Regions from separate parts of the Mus musculus genome. Here region 2 is linked to region 1. Evidence: chromatin contacts called from public HiChIP or PLAC-seq data. All regions are on one chromosome and are shown on one strand. The core of a region is the stretch at or near the end of the contact, and the rest is flanking DNA. Distances in the headings are between cores, read along the strand shown. Region 1 overlaps 4930471E19Rik (a long non-coding RNA gene). Region 2 overlaps Msrb3 (methionine sulfoxide reductase B3).

Region 1 (7,531 bases), core at 1,314-3,813:
CACCACATCCTGCTCCCTCCCTCTCCCACAATGCCTCTCAGTGAGAGGATGAAAATGTCCCCCTATGAGGATGGAAACTTCCTTTTCTTCCAAACTATTTTCCCTCAGGTTTTACCTGGAAGCCCTGACCTACAGCTCTCACAGGCAAAGGGCACCCGAGGTGTCTACCTGCTTGAACACAGAAAGAAAAACCGGTCAACATCTCAAATTGTTACCCCGTCCCACAAAAGTGTTTTCTTGGGTTCAAATTTTTCATTTTGGGATCTAGGTGCAATGACCTGGACTCGTGGTAAATATATTTAGGGTGTTGGGAGTTTGGAATTTATTCTGGCTGAATCTGGTCACTGCATTTGCATAGAATGGCTGTCATAAAAAGGACAAAATGTAACAGATGCAGTGAGGGGGTAGAAAAAAAGGGGTGTATGCTGTTGGTGGGGGTGTGAACAGTATAGTCTGCTACGTAATCATAGTACTCGGGAAGCAGAGGCAGGCAGATCTCTGAGTCTACAGAGGCAGCCTGGTCTACAGAGCAAGTTCCAGGACAGCCAGGGCTACAGAGAAACCCTGTCTCAAAAGAGAGAAGAGAGGAGAGAGACAGAGAGACAGAGAGAGACAGAGACAGAGGGACAGAGACAGAGAGACAGAGAGAGAGAAAATGAACAATGTGGACATTCCTTAAAAAAAAAAACAAGACTAGAATCACCGTGTGCATCAGTGTTCCCACTATTGGGCATATGTCCAAAGAAAATGCAATCAGTGCGGGTAAAGAGACATCTGCATTGCTGTGTTCACTAAAGCATTACCCACAGCAAGTGAGAATTATGGAAATACCCTATGTGTCCACCAATAGAAGGGTGGACAGAGAAACTCTATGTACACACAAAGGAACATTGTTCAGCTCCAAAAAGAAAAGGAAATCCTGTCATTTGTGAGGACAGGGATAAACGTATTATGCTGTGTGAAGCAAGCCAGGCATAGGAAGGCCAAGAGCACAGCATCTAACTCACACGGGGACCGGAGAGACGAATCAGCAGTTAAGAACACTAGCTCTTCTTCAAGAAGAACAGAGTTCAATTCCCAGCACTCCCATGGCAGTATACAATTGTCTGTAACTCCAGTTTCTGGGGCTCCAACACTTATACAGACACATGTGAAAACAAAACACCAATGCATATTAAATAAAAATAAATTATTTTTTTTAAAAAATCCATTTTATAGACTCAGAGACCAGAAGGGAGCTTGCCAGGGTCTCAAATGGACTACGGGAGGCCAGTCAAAGGATGCTAGCTCTCTGACAGAAATCTGATAGATACCATAGTGACCGTGTTCAGTGACAATACTGTATAATTGAGGACTGCTTTAAAAAGAAAGATTTGGACTATTCTTACCATAAAAATAAAGTATGTGAGATAATATATATGACAATTTGCTACATTTAGGCATACCACAATGTTACAGTCAACACATCAGGTTGTGTACCATAACGATTTTGTAATGAGAAACTTTGTCAAACATATAATTTTAAAAGGTGCTTTAAAAAATTTTTCATTTTTGTGTGTATGGGTGTCTTGCCTGCACATAGGTCTGTGCATGGCATGTGTGTCTGGTGTCAGAAGAAGTCAGAATGAGGTATGAATACCCTGAGACTCGAATTAGAGACGATTGTGAGCCACCATGTGGGTGCTGGAATCGAACTCAGGTCCTTTGGAAAAGTAGCCACTTTCTTAACAACTGAGCCATTGGCCCCAGGAAAGATTCTTATGTTACGTGGGCTTGAACTGGAGGCCAGAGATTCTGCATTCTATCTCCTACTACTTACCTAGCCCAACAGGCAATGCTTGTGTTCCCCTCCTCCTGGTATCTCTGATATTAAGTAAATAGGACCTCTGCTCTCTTATCCTGAGAGATCATCGCAGTTTTCTCCTACCTGGTCCCTCCACCACCAATCTTACCCTCTCCTGTCTACTGTCTGCATTAAAGACACAGTTATGTGAGGTCCTTGATCAAACCCCTTCAGTGGACCCCCCCTCCCCCATTGCCTGGAGGGCTCAGTCAGAACTTTAAGACAGTAATTCACGATCCTTCTGATTGACTTTGGAATACATGTCAGGGGCTGATATTCCCAGTCATCTTCCAGATGTTCTCCTCTCTCCTTTCTACACTAAACATCATCATGAAGTTTGAAGTGGACATGATGGCAGCCATATCAGCATCTTTTAAAAGTCCTCAACAGTAGAGCCGCCCACGTGGCTAGCCCTCGTCAATGAGTGATAAACACAAGTGTCTTATGGCTGGCTTGTGCCTCTGTTTTTTTCTTGCCGCTGCTCAGGCATGGATGGGGTGAGGGGATGGAAATCTGCTGGAGCAGGAGGAGATCTGGGGTGAGAGCCATGGTGTGGTGAGAATGACTCTGAGAGTTTGAGCTTCATGTCCCCAACCTGCCCCAAGAACCAAGATCATGTGCATCTCTGACAAAGATCTTCACAAAGGCATGACTCTGACTCACTCTTCTTCCTGCTCTGGGCTACACCCATGTGGAACTGTGGCTGATGGCTCTGGCTGGGTAATAGGATTTCATGAGTCTGTATTTACTTCCTGCCGTCCCGCTGTTGCTTTGACTTTCACGTGAACTCTGTTGATTCAAAGCCCTCTTGGCATCTTAAGATTACTTAAGATTACTCAGAGGTAGGCAGTGCTCTCTATTTTACCGTTATTGTATCCATGTGTCACCTGTGTCCAGCAATGCATTCATAATAACTACTGCTAGATAGTTCAGCATATTTGAGCCTAAATATCTTACAAACTCTTGTCTCCAGCTAACCTCTTTGCCCACTGACTGCCCACAATTTCTTTACTATTTTTTAAAACATCGTAGACAATAAACTCCATCAGATCACGACTAGCTTTGTTTTGTCTTTGTATTTCCTGTGCCTGGTACGAAATCGGGCCCTTCGGAATATCAGCTACGTGAATGAACAAAAAATTAGAGTCGCTGGGTTCTCATTTTCTCTTCTGTAATACATTAGTGATAACAATCTCTATCCTATAAATGTTCTTTTTGTTTTGTTTGGTTTGGTTTTTGTTTTTTTGAGACAGGGTTTCTCTGTATAGCCCTGGCTGTCCTGAACTCACTCTGTAGACCAGGCTGGCCTCGAACTCAGAAATCTGCCTGCCTCTGCCTCCTGAGTGCTGGGATTAAAGGCGTGCGTCACCACGCCCGGCTCATCAATTTAGTTTCTATTGCTAGATAGTTCCGTATCTTGTTTCCAGGTAACCTCTTCTTCACCCACTGACTGGGTCAACTCCGTATAAATGAGTTGTACTTAAGGTAAAATACAAACAGTGACTATCAAGACAAATGTCTTTGTTGAAACCATCTGTAGGGACCTAGAACATAAGGCATGCTCTCTTCTCTTGCTCGCTGCTTGAGGACAACACGAAGTACTCTGAGTTGAATCTTGGTAGAGGTAATGGTGGCCTCAGGACATCTGGGAAAAATAGACTCCATAGAATAAAGATATACTCAGAGAATCTCTTGAGACCCTTCCCTTGGAGGATTCTCTTGGGATTCTGTTTTCCTCTTCGAACTGTTCCAAGCCCTGTGCCACCATCAGGTCATCTGCAGAGCCGGGTGTAATTCCAGTTCTGTGGGTTTGCTGCTGTCTTAAGACTTCCCAGCACCAGGGTCTCATGTCCTGGAGTCTACAAGACATCTTTTATAGCCATCCGTTTGTTCCCACCCCAACCATGAGATCCAGTGTTGGTTTTGCCTATATTTTCCAGCCCAAGAGTGGTAGTAATGAAGGGGGGTAGTAGGTTTAATGTCACCTCTTATATTATGAATCGGTGACATCAGCTTTTAAAACCAAAAGTATTTGTAAGATCTCCTTTTAAAGCTATAGCAGCTTTAACTACCTCCAGTCTTCCATTTAAACTGACTTCAGGGGGAAATGTTGGGTTCAAAGCAATGTCTGGGCTCTTCTCCTCTGTATATTTGCAAATGTACAAAGCTGGGTCTGTTATGTCCTGTCTGAAAGGCTATCTATTTGTACAGCTTTATGCATCTCTTCACAGAACACCCATGAAGTCACAGCTCATATTTCTGCTTTAAATATTCGATCTTTTGGTTTTAAACACCCATAAGGGTTATTTGTCAAAATGGATCTTAAACTTCGCCCCACAGTTCTGCAGCGGATCTTTAAAGTAATGCTTTAGGGGGGTGGGGAGGAAGGGGTGGGGGAGACGGGAAAAGTCGGCCATTCGGGAAGCATTCATTGAGTGCCAAGTACGTGCAGAGCATATGGTATCTAGTAATAGGTGCTGGAAGGGGGATAAAATAGAAATGGAATACGTGTTCTTGCTCTCAAGATAAAGGAGAGAAACATAAACACAGTCGGCTCAGGGCTGCATCCGGCATTTCAACCTTGTTTTCCAAAGATGTTTGTATGAAAATCAGGAGCAAACAACATGAGACATAAAAGAACATTTTAGCGGGACTGTGTGCGTGCTCATGTGTGTATGAGTGTATATGCACACATATGTATGTATATATGTGTGCACACATTCACAAGCATGTGTGTGCACATGTGTATGAGTGTGCACATGTGTACAAGAGTGTGTGTGTGTGCACGTGTGCACATACATATGAGTGTATGTGTGTGTCTATGTATATGAGTTTGTGGTTGTACATGTCTATGTATGTGCTTGTGTGTGCATGTGTGTACATGTGTGTGCATGTGTGAACATGTGTGTGTGTTTTCATGGGCCTGGGTTTGCCCTCATTCATGCACATTTGGCTGTGGGGCACAGAGTAGAGGCTTTGTGATTATAGAAATACGATTAATGATGTAAAAGGGAGTTATATGGTGTCCTCGCTGTGTTTCCTTTTGTCTTCCAACCCAATGCATCTATTTCATGTTCTGAGGCTCCCAGCAGCAGTCCCCGTGTCTCTCTTTGCTACACTGGGGCCATCACCATTCTGACCCTCGAATTTAGATTATTTAATTTGCCAAGTTTGCATTTCCTTTGGTCTTGGGTGAGGACAAACTTATCTCACTGCAGATGTTTACCATAGATCACTTTGGTTCTAAACTGCGTGGTAATAAGACACTTGGAAGATACCTGTCTGCCCTGTGTGGGACAGAGGCCGGTTTCTGTCAGGATGTGGCCATCCTGAGCTGGCTCATAGGAGTTCTCCTCCACCCTGATTCGTGCAGGGCTTGCAGAAATAAGCGGAGGTTCTCCTCGAGTTCCATGGAGACATGCCACAGTAGTGATATCACAAATGAATCCTACTTCTAATATCTGTGCGCTGATTGATAAAATTTTTAAGAACAATAGAACCCCACATTCATCATCTACTATTCAAAAATTCTCTCACGCCGTTATTATGATAGCCACTAAAGTAATGCATAGAAATCAATGAACACAATGCTCGAATCCCAGACGGCATTTAATACAATTTTAACTTCTGTGAGCTGAGGCAATGGCGGCTGGTAAGATACTTGTTGCACAAGCATGGATTTACAAGGCCGACCACCAGAACCCACAGAAAAGTCAGTGCTGGGCCAATGGCTCTGTGGACAAACTGTTGGCTACAGAAGCACACGACCTGGAGTTTTCACCCCCAGGATTCCCTCAAAGCCAGGCAGACGTGTAAGGAAGCAGAGGGTCTCTGGAGTAAGTAGGCTAGCTAAACTAGCCAGGACTGGTGAGGTCCGGGCTCACTGGGAGACCCTGCTTCAATAAAATAGAGAGCTATTGAGGAAGATATCCGGTGTTAACTTCAGGCCTTCATACAAGCACACACTCACACACAGAAACACACACTCACACACAGAAACACACACTCACTCACAAACATATATACACACTCACACACAGAAACACACAGTAACACTGACACACACACTCACTCACACAAGCACACACACACACACAGAAACAGACACAACCACTCATACAAATACACACTCACTCACACAAACACACACACACACACACAAACACAGACACACCCACTCACACAAATGCAGATACACCCACTCACTCACACAAATACACACACAAATACACACACACACACACAAATACACACACACACACACACACTATTTTAAAAAGCCAAATACTATGGCATGCACTGGGGAGACAGAGAGAGAAAGACCCCTTTGCCTGCTGGCAGTCAGTCCAGTCTAATTGCTGAGCTCAACGCTCAGCAAAAGCCCCTGTCTTGGAAACATAGACTAAAGCATGATGGAAGAAGGCACCAGATGTTGACCTCTGGCCTCTGCAGGGGCCCACACACATACAACAAAATTTAAATAATATATTGATATAGTTTTTATTAATATCTGTTCCTTGTGTGAACACTTTCTTGTGACTTGGCTTACAAAGCACATGACTAAGAGGAAAACAGGACTTACTCCATCCTTTAAGCCTTTTTTAAAATCCAGACTGCATAGCCAAGTGCTGTGTCAGATCCTTCCCTCCTCCCTCCTCCCTCCTCCCTCCTTCCTCCTCCCTCCTCCCTCTTTCTTCTCCCCACAAACATTTCTTGCATATCTTTGAGGTACTGGTATTACATTAGATTCTAGGAGAACCACGGGGAGACAGACACTGTGTGCTCTTACAGTCTCTGGTCCAGGGAGAAAGGAGGCGTGTGACACAGAGCTGAGTTCTGGGGCCTGCAGAAGGGTTCATAGAACCCAAGGAAAGTCTCTACAAGTTCAGGTAAATAGCACACTATGAATTTACATTTTGGAGTCCAGCTATGTGATTGGTGTTTTCATTACACTGTTCCTAAAATCAAGTCTGTGATTTTTCCAGTCAGATACCAAATCAAATTCATGAATTTCCAAGCACATACTTTAAGTGACAAAGCGACTCTTCGTTTGTAGATGGGAATGTAACAAGAGAGCTTTTCCCCAGCAGCCTCCACTGAGTCAGACAAAAGTCAAACCGTGAGTTTAGTTTATAAACGTTTCAAATCATAACCATACTCTTTTGTTCAGCCAAGCGCTTTAGAGTTTCTCTGGATAACTCAGAAGAATGGAGAATTTATACTGACTGGCTGATAAACCACGGGAAAGCATCGAACAGAATTTTATTTCATTCACGCAGGAAGTAAAGGCAAGAAAGCCTCGTGTCTATTTCTTTTTACGTATTAGGAAATTAGGACTCAGAGAGGTTAGAACTTAGTCCAAATTTGCACACAGGGCTCTTATTTAAAGCCAAGAATACTAGTGTCTCTGAATGGGACTCCTAATTTGGGTATGAGTGCCCTGACCATTTATTGAAAAACAAAGGCGCTTCTTTCTCCATTCCTAGCCTGTGTGGATTTATAGAGCCACTGCGAGTGAAAACAGGACTTATTTTCCCAAGCATCCAGCTGTTCTCCATTGCCTAATGCAGCAAGTCTCCGGCTCTCAAGCGATACTGGTCATTTTCCCATTCCTAGAAAAAGACAGTAGTCATTTCTTAAACCAGTGTTCTTTTTCCTCAGCCTTTCATCCCGACCATCAGCTATGAG
Region 2 (7,531 bases), core at 2,263-4,762, 220 kb after region 1:
GCAGGAGCCCGCAAGGCTATCTCAGTGTTTTCCACATCTAGTTCTTGTTTTTTGTTTTTGCCCCCCCCCCCCAACTTTTCAGGACGCTTGTCTTCAAAATTAATACATCCTTGAACTATCATTTTGCTTGAAAATGAAGACTGTAACTAGGGGCAGCAATATTTGGGAGAGATGAAAGGTGTACCACCCCATGAGAAGAGAGAGGAAAACAAACCACAGGAGAGACTGGATGGAAGGAGCAGCGGACCCCTGACCCCTGAGGTGCACAGTTTCAGCAAACAACGTACAAAGAAAAAGAGGACAGGGAAAATCCAAGTCTCTCAAAACCGTGCATGCCCTGTGGCCCCTGCATCTCCGTGGGCACCCAGGTACACATTTTGAACACGAAGGCAGTCGTACAAAGCCAATAAAGTACTCCATCTCCAGTGGCAGCGGAGCACGGGTGCTTTTCCCCAAAGTAGATGAGACATCAAGAGAGAGTGAATGACGAAAACCAGCAAAAGTATGAGTGAAAAATTAAATCCTATTTCTCAGAAGTTTAGACAATGAAAGCTGACAGGAACGCTAGGGGGAAAGTCACAGGGTCACCAAGAGTGTCACCGGGAAGGTCACCACGAAGGTGAATGTGACTCTTGCAAGCACTCGAGTTAGTGTAAGAATCTCGATTTCAGGGTTTGCGAATCAAACGCTCACAAGGGTTAAATTCTCCATTCACAGTTGGCTCTGTTTCTTATTTAAAACAGTAAGTTTTCCTTCAGCAGAGTCCTTCAGTGAAATCACATGATGGGGAAAGAGGTGGGACATCTCAAACGAAAAGCCAAGGGATGTGGGCAGCTTTGGCCGGTTGGGGTATTAACCAGTTTAGCATGGCTCAGCAGCTGTCTTAAGTGTTATGTCAACTATTATGACATAAGCTAAGGGTGTTGAAATATGAGGATGTGTGTTTTCTGACAGGGAACGGGTGACAATTTGAAGGGTCGGTTTTTTAACATGAGAGAAAAAAAAAGAGTAAGAATTCAGAACAGATTGTCAACCAACAGGACCGTGCAAAAGGGTTTATGTCATTGGGGAAAAGTTGGAACTCTTAAGAATTTTTAAGGAAACTACCATTTTCCTGTTATTTCAGAAATATCTGTAAATGCTAGTGTCTTAAAGGAGAAGCACAGGGCAAACTAAAGTATGTTTTCCATTCTTCTTTTGTTATTTATTCTCTGAAACTTCCTAATCCTGTCTCAGATAAAAGATGCTCACCCCTAAGTAAGGTTTCTGCTTTCATTTCCACCAGGGCAGCAATTCTGTAGGACATACAGGGAGCCTGAGATTTTACGCACCCAGCACCCAGATAAAATGTTTTTGGTTAAAAACTGTCCTTGCTTGATAAGATTATCCTATCCAGACCAAGAATTATCTGTCTTGGTCAAAAAGTCTATGTGGTATCAGCATTATTGTGAACGTTTAGGATTTTTCAAAAAGAGGATTTTAGGCCAATGTCAAAATAATAATGTTAACCTCAGGTAGAAGATATTGCTGTCTCATGTTTATTTGGGGTATAGCGCTTCATTGTAGAAGTATAAAGAGGCTTCTCGCTGGATGCATTTTAATCTGAGGGATGTGCGTGAGTGACTTGCAAAATGACCTATGCGTGGACGTCGGGGCATTAGACAAATCAGTAAATACATACGCTCTCTGTCACCAAGATTTTCTTTGTACCTCTGCTAAGGACAATGGTTACTGAAGTGGACACCAAAGTTAGTGCTGGGTGTTTTAAATGTCTAAACAGTACAAAGTTAGCCAGTCTGTCACGCTAGAAATTAGCCAAGAAAGTCTGTCATCATTGTCGGTTTCAGAAAGTGGACAAATATATGAAAGGATAGAATCAAATTCAGCAAAGGAAAGATGGGCAGGTAACTGAGCAGCCCGGAGCATGTGGTCACGTGACCCGGCCACGCCCACCGGCTTTCAGGACACTTACTTGAACAACGGAGTTCCACAGACAACACATTTATATATTCCAGGATCTTTGTGATGTGTGTACTCTCCTTCAAAGGCACTGATAAACGATAAACAGAGCGTCAAAAACTGTTAACAGAGCTAGTGTTACTTCTTATAGAACACACTGGTTTAAATACATTTCTCTGGTAAAACTTTCAAGGGTCTGGGGCCCTAAAATGAGAACAGACCAGACATATGGAAGCTTGAACAATAGTAATATACTTCGAATATATACATATATATAATAAAATGTGCATATAACTACTCCAAACTAGTACAGGTTAAGTCAAAATATCAAGCCATCTAGTAAGTAATACTTAGAATATTTTTCAAATTAAAAAAAAAAAAAAAGCCCACTGTTTGAGTCACATGAAGAACACTGTTACCTAAGATTTCCGCGGCCCCACACCATACAAGAGGGGGACCAGAAAATGTAGCAGGTCCCAAGTCTTCGAGTGGAAGGAGTCTTATTTTTTGGTTTGAAAAGGAATATTGCAGCTTTAAGGAACTGTTTTTCTAAGTTAGCGATCTTACAGGCGCGGAGGTCACTCGGTTAATGCAGATCAGCTGTGTCGCCCAACAAAAAGGCCGTGTGCTCTGCAGCTTGGTTTTATTATCGTTTCGTCCCTCTTTACGAGGTCCAATTTTTTTTATAAACAGAATTTTTTTTTTTTTAAAGAATGACCTAATCTCTGGTTGTTTGTGTGCATTAAATCATTTTGCTAGGGCATGCACACAACATTGGCGGGCAGAAGTCCTGGACCCTGTGATCCAGCCCTGCCGCCGCCGCTGGTACAAGGAAGGCACACCTTGTGAGAGAGCTTCATTGTTCAGTAAACTCAGTGAACAGTGGGGGCTGTGACAGGGAGAGCGTGCTGTCCATTAACAAGGATCCCTGTGTGGGAAGGAAGCTCTTTCAGATCTTGAATGGAAACACAAAGTCACATCACGAATAAACCTGCATCAGGGGGACCATTTACAGCCTCGTGCCGAGCCCCGTGGTATGAATTAGACAACAAAATCATTAGGCCTTGGCAAGTTACTTTTTCGCTGGAATCAGCTGAGAGAGATTTTATTTTATTCACTAAAAAACAGTCTTGGAAGTGAACGACTGCCCCCCCCCCCCAGGATGTAGGGCGAACTTCCAAGGACCAAAGCCATGCAAGGGCAGTTATTGAAAATTTTTGACATTCCAACCACAAATGAGCCAATAAATACTTTCTCCACATGTGCTTCAAAAAGAAATCCGAGTGGGGTGGAAAGGAACTAAATTATGCTACCTTCTTTTTGCAGCCAAAACGTCTATGCTTTACAATGCCACCTTCAAAATGCCAGCCTCCTGGCATAGCGCCACATCCCTCACAGTTTTCCTTGCTGTGATGTCGTCCAAAAAAAAAAAGGGGGGGGGGCACCCAAATCGCTATTGCTTCCACACATTTCACTGTAAACTAAAAACAGGCCCTTAGCAAAAGTCCCGTGGCTTTATATAGATATAGTTCGCTGAGTGGAGAGAAGCAGAAAAGAAACTCAGCTTTAACTCAAACAGTGCCATCTCCAGCCTTTTCAAAGACAGTCATTTGCAGGCCTTACCCAGCATGCATAGTTTCTTTAAAATAATCAACAGGGAAGAAGACTCCAAGGAGTGGGAGAAAGTGGTGCTTGCCTGCTTGCTTGCCTCCCTGCCTGCCCACCTGCTTGCCTGCTTGCCCGCTTGCCCACCTACTTGCTTGCCTGCCTGCCTGCTTGCCTCCCTGCCTGCCTGCCTGTTTGCCTGCTTGCCCGCCTGCCCACCTGCCTGCCTGCCTGCTTGCCTGCTTGCCCGCCTGCTTGCCTGCTTGCCCACCTGCCTGCTTGCCTGCTTGCCTGCTTGCCCGCCTGCTTGCCTGCCTGCCTGCCTGCCAGCTTGCCTGCCTGCCTGCCTGCCAGCTTGCCTGCCTGCCTGCCTGCCTGCCTGCTTGCTTGCTTGCTTTTATTACAGCACACATTACCTTTCAGTTCCTTTCTCCTGAGTGACATGGTACTGTAGGGGTGTCAGCCGCTTCCTCAGTTCCTGCTGGGAAAAGACCACCTTACAGTTCTTTTTATCCCTACATGACCCTGGAAAGAGAGGATATGGGAGAAAGAGCCATTTAGCCTGAATCCTAAATACTTGCTTTGGCTGGCCGCCACAGCACAGCCTCTACAGTCACTTGTCAATGACCAGAGAATCCCTAGCGGACCACAAAACCTTACCTGAGCTGCAGCCGGTCTCCAAGCTCCAACAGAATGCACTTTAAAAAGCCCCATGATTCCCCTGGCGCAGCAACAACGTGTCACAGCCAAGGCTTGTAGCAGGTGATATTAGAAACTCACTGGGAATTTGTTTACAAGATTGTAGCACATCCTTTATGCCACCTGATACCTTGAAACCCCTTTTAAAACGGTGGATTCAGTAGCATGCATGTATTTGCAGGTATGAAGTGATAGTGGACATACAAAGATCCACTGAATAATTTTGCAACTTGGTAGACTAGCTTGAGGCTGTCACCATGCAACTGTCAACCAAGATGACCACCTACCATCCAATTTATTTTTCTGAGGAACCTAAACATGTCTTTTTTTCTACAGTAGGAACTGCTGTTTTCTATGAGTCTGACAGACATTTAAGTAGGTTCTGTGTGGTCTTTAGAAATGCATGTTTTTTCTAAAGCCTGTGTCTTACCAGCAAGGAACTGCCAGGAGACTTCAGGAGAAGGTATTTACTTATACAAAGAGAGATTCAAGAATTCCAGATTAAGAAAAAGACAGAGACAGAGAGAGACAGAGAGACAGAGAAAGGCAGGAAGAAAAAGACACAGCCACATGGAAGCTGAGCGTGATTTTACTTCAGGGCTTGTGCGGTCCTGGCTGGGAGAGTTCAGCAGGGAGGATTTCCCTGATCTGAGTGATGAAATGATTCGAATGTTACTGACAGTGAAGGTAGTTCTATTTCAATAGGCACAGAGTGCAGCGAGATATTCAGACAACACTTGTTTATGTGCGTAGTTACTTTACCTGAGCAAGCAGCTGAGAAGAACAGGAGACAGGAGAGCCACTGCTCAGTGCAATTACGGGCCTTTCCCTGGCCATCCGTCATGGTAGGAAAGCTGCCTGCAGACAGTCCTCAGCACAGAGGTCCCCTAACAGTGTCTTGAAGTCAGCCTTGGTATCCTGAACATAAAATCCAACGTCTCCTGACTTGCCGATGGAAACCCTTCCCACTGTTTACTTTTAAGGCACCTAACACAGACTATGAGATTACTGAAGTTAAACTTGGCAAGAATTAACTAGCCAGCTATCCCGATTGTGGGACTGAAGAAGGGGCTATCAGCTTCTGGAACTAGGGCCACCTAGACAGAAAGCTGCTTCTCTACCAGAAAGCAGGGAGCCAGGAAAAGAGCAGAGTAGAGCCAACAGAAGATTACTATGGCCAGGCCGGCAGGAGTCACACTAACTTCTACCAACCTCCCCATCCTTCGTTGGTCTAGAAAGAGACCCAGGGACATAGGCACTTCAGCAATAGCCCTGAGGGCCTCCCACCTAGCTGAACCGCAGTTAACACCAGGCTCACTCACCCTGGGGGGGGTGGGGGGAGGGAGAAACCTGATCATTGCTGTCCAAAGCATAGACAGAAATGTCTCCCTTATAGTTGCCTGTTGAGCTTGAGTGAAGAGGGCCTCATCCTCAAACAATAGGCACCCTGAGTTGGGTGAGTTCCTGCTCACCTCCCTCACAGACTTCTTAAAATTGACTTTTGCTTTCATTGATGTCCCAGAAGGGTGCCGGCTAGTTTTGCCCCAAAGTCCATTCATCAGAAACTTAGTCTGACAAATTATCATGGTTAAAGTTATCGGTTCCAAAGGGCTTGATAATTAAGATCTGAACAATCAGAATTAAGCAAGTCTGTCGAGAATATTTTGGGTTAATACACGTTCATTCATACAAAAAGGCCAATTGTGTTCCCAACGTTGCGAGAGCTCAGCCACCCATCTGTATGTCATTTGGTCCAAGAGAAGCAACCGTGGGTTTAAATTACATGGTATTGGATTGCAATTCCCTAACACTGGATGCTTCTCTGCTTTTTTTTACCCTGACTCGTTTTACTAAGGAGTGTTCATTAAAAAAAAAAAAAGTAGCTTCAAGCACAGATGCTTACAAATCGCTTAGGTAAAGACGTCTCTCTCTTTTTCATTCTCTCTCACTCACTCTCTCAAAAAAATTTTTTTTTAAAAATCTCCTTTCTGAAGGAAAAGAATGAGACTGTTGGTCAGTATTGATGAACCCTATCATGTATGTGTAGGGGAGGGGGGAGGAAGGTAAAATTGAAAACATCTGATTGAAGTAAACAATGCAAGCATAAAAGCTTTGCTGGTGAATGGCGGGTATTGAAGAGTCCTTATTTCATAGATTAGAAATTACTTTTGATCTAAACACTCTTAAAAACAGATTGTTTTCCGCTACGAGCCCATCTCATTAGCTGTGCTACGGAGACCCCGTTTTAATGGTGAACTTTGAAAGGGACCCTCCGGACTCCTTTGTTAGTCCTCCTCGTGTGTGGAAGGGGGAAAGCTTTCGTCCCAGCTTCCTTTGTTGTCTTTCAAGACCCACGAAAGCAGTATTCACACACACATTTTGGAGGAATGTGCCCTATGTCACAGCCTACAAATTATTTGGTTTTGATGCACTTAAAGGTCATCTTCCACATTAGCGAAATTTTCCTACATCCTAGCTTCCCAACCTTAAATATAAATAAATGTTGCTTCCTAACTCTAAGCAAGGTTCACTCTCTGAGAAAGGCTGGCAATCATGTAAAGTGGTCCAACTTCAGGCACTTTTTACTCTTTGGTCATACCATTTAAAGCATACCTAATAGCGAAAGGAAAGACGTGCATATTAGAAACAACTCCTGCGGATTTTCGTATTACGCAACTCAATGAGAAGTTAGTCGGATTTTAGTAAAAGTCTCGCCACACCGTTCAGTGGCAATAATAGACGTCTTGGGCAATTGAAAGCTGTGTTGATGCATTAATTCTGCTAGCACAGCCAACACGGCATGCACAGAAAGTAGCTTCATGCCTGTCCTGGTCCCCTGCTCCCTACCAAAGTGACTGTGCTCAAGGCACATGGTGTCAGTGTGGACTCTGAAGACATCATTTCATTTTGCAATCAGAGCGTCACTCATTGGATGTCTGGTTCTCCTTTACCATCTTCTCTTAGGTACCGTAATTTTCTCATTACTCAGGGCAATTTAACATTAGTGTTATACGGCATCTGCTCAATGACTTCCAAATTGGCCTAGAAGGATGTCGGAGCGGGAGAGGTACCCCTTTCTTGAAATGTTTAATAGCACACTTTGAAGGCACAAGGCGGTGTGTGCACACATGCAACACGCTACGGTTAGGGGAATGATGTTACCCCCTGTATATTGAATCATAACCCATTCCCTGTAGTGTAATTGTTACATGGATCAGATACATCCTAAACCCAATCCAGACGTATTTAAGTACAGAAATATGCCCAG

Evidence for each region. HiChIP or PLAC-seq counts read pairs in DNA pulled down with a chosen protein or histone mark.
Region 2: a contact with region 1 is called in an H3K27ac HiChIP or PLAC-seq map of embryonic fibroblasts, with 2.7 times the contacts expected there. The contact joins two enhancer-like sites. A contact is called at or near these places in 6 of 484 Hi-C or Micro-C datasets (the HPC-7 cell line, embryonic fibroblasts, nephron progenitors and 1 more), 5 of 115 datasets of contacts at active chromatin or transcription factors (the NIH/3T3 cell line, embryonic fibroblasts, extraembryonic endoderm stem cells and 2 more) and 1 of 9 other capture datasets (embryonic stem cells).

What each region holds. Positions count from the first base shown.
Region 1 is chr10:120,625,753-120,633,283 of GRCm38.p6, forward strand. It overlaps 4930471E19Rik (a long non-coding RNA gene), which reads right to left. Exons shown (of 2, transcript XR_003948971.1): 2 at 7,379-7,455. Among named protein-coding and RNA genes, the nearest start is that of 4930471E19Rik, 6.6 kb to the right of the region's middle. Within about 2 kb of position 2,564, at least 70 of the 459 cell types and tissues checked have an H3K27ac peak or open chromatin away from gene starts, as enhancers often do. A contact at or near this core is called in embryonic fibroblasts, where this site is marked.
Region 2 is chr10:120,848,004-120,855,534 of GRCm38.p6, forward strand. It overlaps Msrb3 (methionine sulfoxide reductase B3), which reads right to left. Exons shown (of 7, transcript NM_177092.4): 3 at 3,981-4,089; 4 at 1,973-2,050. Among named protein-coding and RNA genes, the nearest start is that of Gm15910, 5.9 kb to the right of the region's middle. Within about 2 kb of position 3,513, at least 38 of the 459 cell types and tissues checked have an H3K27ac peak or open chromatin away from gene starts, as enhancers often do. A contact at or near this core is called in embryonic fibroblasts, where this site is marked.